Regions from separate parts of the Mus musculus genome. Here region 1 is linked to region 2. The links are chromatin contacts, called in public HiChIP or PLAC-seq maps. All regions are on one chromosome and are shown on one strand. The core of a region is the stretch at or near the end of the contact, and the rest is flanking DNA. Distances in the headings are between cores, read along the strand shown.

Evidence for each region. HiChIP or PLAC-seq counts read pairs in DNA pulled down with a chosen protein or histone mark.
Region 1: a contact with region 2 is called in an H3K4me3 HiChIP or PLAC-seq map of bone marrow-derived macrophages, with 4 times the contacts expected there. The contact joins the enhancer-like site here to the promoter of Snapc4 in region 2. A contact is called at or near these places in 25 of 39 promoter capture datasets (the 3T3-L1 cell line, 3T3-L1-derived adipocytes, the C10 cell line and 16 more), 2 of 15 datasets of contacts at CTCF or cohesin (large pre-B cells and pro-B cells), 11 of 484 Hi-C or Micro-C datasets (the 3T3-L1 cell line, the AML12 cell line, the N1E-115 cell line and 6 more), 28 of 115 datasets of contacts at active chromatin or transcription factors (the 230-238 cell line, the HPC-7 cell line, the NIH/3T3 cell line and 16 more) and 3 of 9 other capture datasets (adipose tissue, liver and pancreatic islet).

What each region holds. Positions count from the first base shown.
Region 1 is chr2:26,559,579-26,562,925 of GRCm38.p6, reverse strand. No RefSeq gene overlaps it. Among named protein-coding and RNA genes, the nearest start is that of Gm36171, 6.1 kb to the right of the region's middle. Within about 2 kb of position 1,820, at least 11 of the 459 cell types and tissues checked have an H3K27ac peak or open chromatin away from gene starts, as enhancers often do. A contact at or near this core is called in the SCID.adh cell line, bone marrow-derived macrophages and pancreatic cancer cells, where this site is marked.
Region 2 is chr2:26,378,432-26,381,952 of GRCm38.p6, reverse strand. It overlaps Snapc4 (small nuclear RNA activating complex, polypeptide 4), which reads left to right and starts at 1,300. Exons shown (of 23, transcript NM_172339.4): 1 at 1,300-1,404; 2 at 3,317-3,459. The coding sequence starts at 3,330.

The sequences.
Region 1 (3,347 bases), core at 571-3,070, 180 kb before region 2:
AACCTAGTGCTTCATGCGTGCCAGGCAGGCAGTGTACCAAGTTTGATTATAAATTGAACTTTCGTAGGTGCAGGATTTTTCTGTTGCTTTTCTTCTTGTGTTAGTGACTTTTGTCCTTCGAGGAATTTTTATGTCATCTGAGTTGCCAAATTTTTGATCATCAGGTATTTCAGAACTCTAACACATTATTTTCCCTGTTTCCACTTTCTCTCCCCATCTCATGATGCCCCTGGGCTAACCATGGGCTCTCCTCTCGCCCTTTCCTCCCGAGTGCTGACCCCAAAGTGGCTCCTGACTGAAACACTGCTTTCCTGGTGCTTGTTGAGTGTGAGCCAACGCTCCATCTTTGGAGCCTGACTTTGGTGGAGTATGTCTCTTCCTTGGTTTATTCTGAGAGCTATCTTTTTACAAGTCTGTCCAGATTTAACTGTGTTACATTGACTTGCTTGTTAGTCCATTTTATTTATTTATTTATTTATTTATTTATTTATTTATTTATTTATTTTTTAAAAACTCGTTCATTTCTATATGCATTGGTGTTTTGCCTGCATGTCTGTCTGTATGAGAGGTGCTGGGTCCCTGGAACTGGAGTCACAGGCAGCTGTGAGCTGCCATGCTGGTTCTGGGATGTAAACTCCGGTCCTCCCCTCCCCAGCTCCCTCTTGGTCCATTCTAATCTCAGTTCTATCTACTTGTTTTCTTTCTGCTTTATTGGTATGCAATCTCCTCGTCTGCAGTCCTTGGAGGTGGCAGCCCTGCCATTCCTTCCCCACCGGCCTGGATCGTGGGGAGGAGCAGGTCCCTACCTACCCCTGTTGGCCCTGGCCCTGCTTCTCTGGAGAGGTCCTGAGTCCTCTCCTTCCAACCCTGGGGTGGATGAGGGAAGTGTAGGTTTCCAGGTCAAAAACACAGGCTCTGAGTTCAAACCACAGTGTTTAGAGCAAGGGGCTCCCCAGCTCCTTCCCTTCCTCCGTCCCTGTAAACCCCAAGTGGCCAGAGTTCTTGCCAGCCTGCTCTGAGCACCTCGTATTTATTTCACTTCTGGTCTGGGAGGAATCCCAGATGATGCAGAACCACAAGGTGACCACAAGGGGACAATGTGGCTTTAGAAACGGTCATGGATGTAGCCTGTGTACATAGGTATGTGTGATCCCACTCTTCCAGGTACCCACAGTTTGTCTGGACCCTGTACCTTCCTCAGCTTCTCTCCCACCCTAGACCCAATGGCCATCAATATCCAGGCCTCCGAAAACCCTTCAGTATCCTCATGGCCTACCAAGGGATACCAGCTGCTTGAAGACTAGGAAGGTTTGTGGGGGAGGGGTAAAGACAAGTTTGAGGGGAGGAGAAGGAGGAAGCTCTCCTAAAAGAGGCAAGGAGGGTTCCCCACTCTTAGTCCAGGCCTCCTCTGCAACCTCCCCTCAGATGGGAGCTCCCCATTCTCAGAGACGAGGAACTTGACGGTCCTGACTGGAAGTCAGCACAGGACCACAGGTGGGTCCATACTAGTGCTACTGTGGACTGGAGAGGACTTTGGCAAGGCAGACACAGATGAAGACAAGGCATTTGTGTTGGAGCTCCTGAGGCCAGCAGGAAGCCATGCTTCATCCTCTGGGGCTGATGCTGCTCTCAGTTTCCATTCCCTGACATCCCCTCGTTAGCCCCTCACCGAACACCTCTTGTTCAGCCAGCAAAGCATGAGTGCTGAGTAATAACTCCTTTGGCTTGCAGCAGCTGGGATGCTTGTAGCCCAGTTGAAGGGGCTCTGAGAAGGTAATGGGGCACAAGGATACGCAAGCCTGCCTGCAGGGTGCTCCATTGTGCCAAGGTCGATAGGTTGGAGCATGTCAGCCAATTCCAGCCCCCGCCCCAACAAATCAAAGCAGCAGCATATGGATGGTCAGCAGGCCTTTGTGTGTCCAGAAGAGTGGGCTGGGACATCCCTGTTCTGCCTTACTGCCTCTGCTCAGCTCCATCCCTGGCCCTGGCAACAGACACGTCTGACCCCCAGCAACAGGTAACTGGGTTGTCAGAGAAACCAGGGTACAGGACGGGCAGTGGGTGGGTGCAGTATCCAGTGAGGACCTCAGTCTCCAGGGTCCCTACAAGAGGCAGGTCACACCTGAGCCTGCACACGGAGCTCTGTTAAGTAGAGGCACGGTGCAGTGTCCACCCTCACAGCACTTGAAGGCCCTTTAGGGCTCTGTACTCTGCACTCGGGTACAAAGGCTGGGGAGGGCAGCCTACAGGCTTTGTCCAGAGATCTGTGGTGTCTAGGTTTCAGGATACTAACCTAACTTCAGGGTGTCTGGCTGCAGGCTTCCAGCTGCACACCTGGCATTCACAGTACTGAAAGCAGGTCTATAGCCCTGGGACTGTAGCCTGGGTGGCATGCCTCAGTGTCCCCGAGAGCCTTTAGAAGCCAATGGAGTCTGGCGAGCCCCAATAAGGTACCAAGACAGACTGTGGAGGGAAGGCAAGAACTGTGGGAACAGGGAGAAAGCAGGTGTCTGGTGGCCACAGGCTCCCTCGGGATGGGAAGAGCTGTTATTCACAAGTGAAGTGGAGAGGTGACTTGAAGCTGACCTTGGTTGCTGGGCAAGCAGCCCCAGGTGGCTCAGTTCCTCACTGTCCCCAGCCCTTCTCATCCAGTCTGACCAGCTCTGAGGTTCAGCCCAGACCCTGGGCTTAGACTCACAAAGGACCCTGGGCCTCTCTGTTCTCTGTTACTCCGCTTACCCTCAACCTCTTGCCCTTATATCCTGATGGATCTCTCTGATCTCCGACATTCAACATGCCTAGCCAGACCTAGGTCACATGACCCAACAAACATGCAAAGCACATGAATTATCGTATTAATTAATTAATTAAATTTACACTCCTACTGAAATGTCCCTCTGTCCTCTCCTTTCAGGCCTCCCCACTCCCTCATCTCCTCCTCCTCCCATGGTTATCAAACAGCCCTGGTGTATCAAGTCGCAGTAAGACTAGGAGCATTCTCTCCTAAGAGGTCAGATGAGGTAGCCCAGTAGGGGGAAAGGGTCTCAAAGACAGCCCTGCTCCCACTGTTAGGAGCACATGAACACCAAGATACACAACTGTTACATATTTGCAGAGGGCCTAGGTCAGTCCCATGCAGGCTCCTTGGTTCAGTCTCTGTGAGCCCCTATGGGCTCATGTTAGTTGATTCTGTGGGTTTTCTTGTGGTGCCCTTGACCCTCCTGGCTCCCACAATCCTTCCTCTCCCTCTTCCACATGATTCCCTGAGCTCTACCTAATGTTTGACTGTGGGTCTCTGCATCTGTTTCCATCAGTTTCTGGGTGAAACCTCTCTGATGACAGTTATG
Region 2 (3,521 bases), core at 51-2,550:
GCCCCACACAAGTTCCTACACCAGGAACCTACAGGTTTCCTTTAATGCCCCAGACTCCCTCTGGCCAAACCCAACTCTGGGCCAGACTTGATATGACTCTTATTTTCTTTTTTGAGACAGTGTCTATATAGTTCTGAAACTTGCTTTGTTGTATATCAGGCTGGATTTGAACTCACAGAGTTACACCTACCTCTGCTTCCTGAATGTTGGATTAAAGGGATGCACTATTACTCTTTGATTTCATGATTCTGTACCCACTCCAGTAGTGTTGCAGGTGACTTCTAGCTTGTAGTCAGTTCTCCATAAGACCAAGGCCCTTCCCAGGTCCCACAAACTGGCCAGTCGCCAGGCTTGGTTTTCACCAGCCTTGAGCCTCAAGCCACTGCCATGCTTCTCCTACTCACAGGCATTATTAGGCACTAGGAGGACCCAGCTGCCTAGGGAGAGTAGAATTAAGGAAGCTGTTAAGAATTAATAATGGAGAGAAAGTACCCAAGGAGCTAAAGGGATCTGCAACCCTATAGGTGGAACAACATTATGAACTAACCAGTACCCCGGAGCTCTTGACTCTAGCTGCATATGTATCAAAAGATGGCCTAGTCGGCCATCACTGGAAAGAGAGGCCCATTGGACTTGCAAACTTTATATGCCCCAGTACAGGGGAACGCCAGGGCCAAAAAGGGGGAGTGGGTGGGTAGGGGAGTGGGGGGGAGTGTATTGGGGACTTTTTGGATAGTATTGGAAATGTAAATGAGGAAAATACCTAATTAAAAAAAAAAAGAATTAATAATGGGCCGGGCATGGTGGCTCACGCCTTTAATCCCAGCACTGGAGAGGCAGAGGCAGGCAGATCTCTGAGTTCAAGGCCAGCCTGGTCTACAAAGTGAGTTCCAGGACAGCCTGGGCTATACAGAGAAACCCTGTCTCGAAAAAACAAACAAACAAAAAATTAATAATGGATAATTATTGGTATTTTGTTTCATAAGAGTGAGACCGACCCCCCCCTCCCCGCCCTCCCGCCCCCCCCCCCCCACTACTTAGCCAGCAGCTCTGTGATGTGTTGGCCAGGCAGAATAATCCTTAGTGAATGAATGTCCATTTCTGGCGGTCCCAGGTTGTGGGCTCCGAGGACGACACACACGGGAAAGTACTTAACGACACACTGATCATTCATCCAAACCCAGAACACCAGGAGCTAAGTACACAGCCCAGGGAACCTGGAGAAAGATGAACGCCTCGCTAGGGCCCCGCCCCCCAGCACACCTCCTAGCATGCCCTGCGCCGCAGCCTGGGTGGGACTTCCGGTGCAAGCCTACTGACTTCCGCGACTGCTAGAAGCATGATCTGCGTGTGGTCGCCCGGGCGATGATGCCAGCTGTGAAGTTTGGAAGGGATGCCTAGAAGGTGAGGATTGGCGGGCGGCAGGTAGCAGGCGTTGTGTCCAGGAGGGGCAGGGCAGCCAGCACGGGGAAACCGAGGCGTGGCGTGGCCGCGACATTGCTGGAGTGGAGAGCCCGCGTCCGGAGCCCAGCCGAGGTCCCCTAGCTGGTGAGATGCAGGACCGGATTTGCTCCGTGCTGTGCTCCGAACCGCTGCTCTAACCGGTTGCATGCGCTGCAGCACCACCGGCCACCCCTGGCTTATCGAATCCAGCCACTAAGGGTGCATTGGACCCCAACTGCCTTGCCCGGTTAGGCCTTAGAAGGGACAGGCAGCAAAGTGTCTCTGATGTCATTAAAGGCGGACCGTGGCTCCCAGCTCAGGACTTGAAAACGTGACTTTTTCTTCCTTTATGTGGGCGATGCTGTGGGAGGAGATGGAATTGCTGCTGCCTCAAAACACGTTACTCTTTCGTTGGTGGCCAAGCATCCAGTGGCAATGATTATTGCTACATCTGTAGATCCCGCTGTTTCTAGCCAAGTTGGTTGACAAACGTTCCCTGTATAAGTAATTGGAATGTCGTTGAAGGGGATTTTGTTTTGTTTTGTTGTAGTCAGTTAAGACTGCTGTCAACAACTTAGTAGGAAGAAATCAAACAGGATGTTTTTCTTCATTTCTGGCTCTGGGTGTGAAAATGTGTTTGATAATTTTGTTTGAAACAGTATCTCACTAATGGTTTGAAATGCAGAGATCCACTTAGTTATGCCCCCCAAGTGCTGGGATTTAAATTATGTGCCATCACACTCAGCTCTTTGTTTCTTTATTTTGGTTTTTGGTTTTTTGGGTTTTTTTTTTTTTTTTTTTTTTTGGGCGGGGGGGGGGGGGGTGGATTTTCCGAGACAGGGTTTCTCTGTATAGCCCTGGTTGTCCTGGAACTCACTTTGCAGACCAGGCGGGCCTCGAACTCAGAAATCCGCCTGCCTCTGCCTCCCAAGTGCTGGGATTAAAGGCCTTTGCCACCACGCCCGGCTCTTTATTTTGTTTTTGAAGACAGTTTCTTTTAGAGCTCTGGCTGACCTGGAACTCACTCTGTAGACCAAGCTGGCCTCAAACTCAGAGATCCCCCTGCCTCTGCCTCCTGATTCCTGGGATTAAAGACGTGTGTCACTATACCCGACTTCTACACCCAGCTTTTTACAGTTATTATACTTGTTTATTTCCTTGTGTGTAGGTAGATGTGCCATAGTGGGGGAGGTCTGAGGGAAAGCTGGAGTAGGGTCTCTTCACCATTGATTACTGGTCCTGAATTCAGGTCCTTAGGCCTGGTAGCAAGTGCCTTTGTATGGTGTGCCATCTCACCCACCTGAGCTTGTGTTTTCTAGAATCATCTTTCACACTTCTCTTCCAAATTTCCTTTGCCCTCAGACTTTGCTTACAGTGTACCAGAGAAAAAGCCTCCTTTGTACTTTAGCAGACACTTGTTCAGTATCAGACAACACCATATGCCAGGTAGTGTTCTGAAAAGATAGGTCATGGAGTAAGCTAAGCCTTACTCTGACTTACTAGCCAGTCAGCACTGTGTAGAGCGGGGCACCTCTTTATAGGTTTGGATCACAGGGGGTGAATGTCTGTTGCTCTGCACTTTCTGCACTTGGTGACCAACTGAGCACCTTGGGGCACAGAGACAAGTGTTTTTACCTGTGCTGGTGGTGGCCTCAGGGAGAGTAGGGTCATTTCTAGGTGTTGAGTCAAGAGCAGAAGTCCTGGGTATGAAAAGAGTGTCATAACTTGTGGGACTTTAACCCTAAGCTGATTGCCATCTGGATAGTCTATTGTCTGCATTTGAACAGGCTCTTGCCACCTCCAGCAAGTGTGTGTCTGAAAGAGAACGAGACCCAGGCACACTCAATTTCTCATGTTTTCTAACATTCTGAAGGCAGGCTGAAGCCATGGACATAGACGCCGAACGAGAGAAAATAACACAGGAGATCCAGGAGCTTGAAAGGATTTTGTATCCTGGATCCACCAGCGTCCACTTTGAAGTCTCTGAATCCAGTCTCAGTTCAGACTCTGAAGCAGGTGTGCCCATGAACCTGGCCTAGCACGGCATGGCTGGAACGGCTGTGTGTACCCTTTAGCTA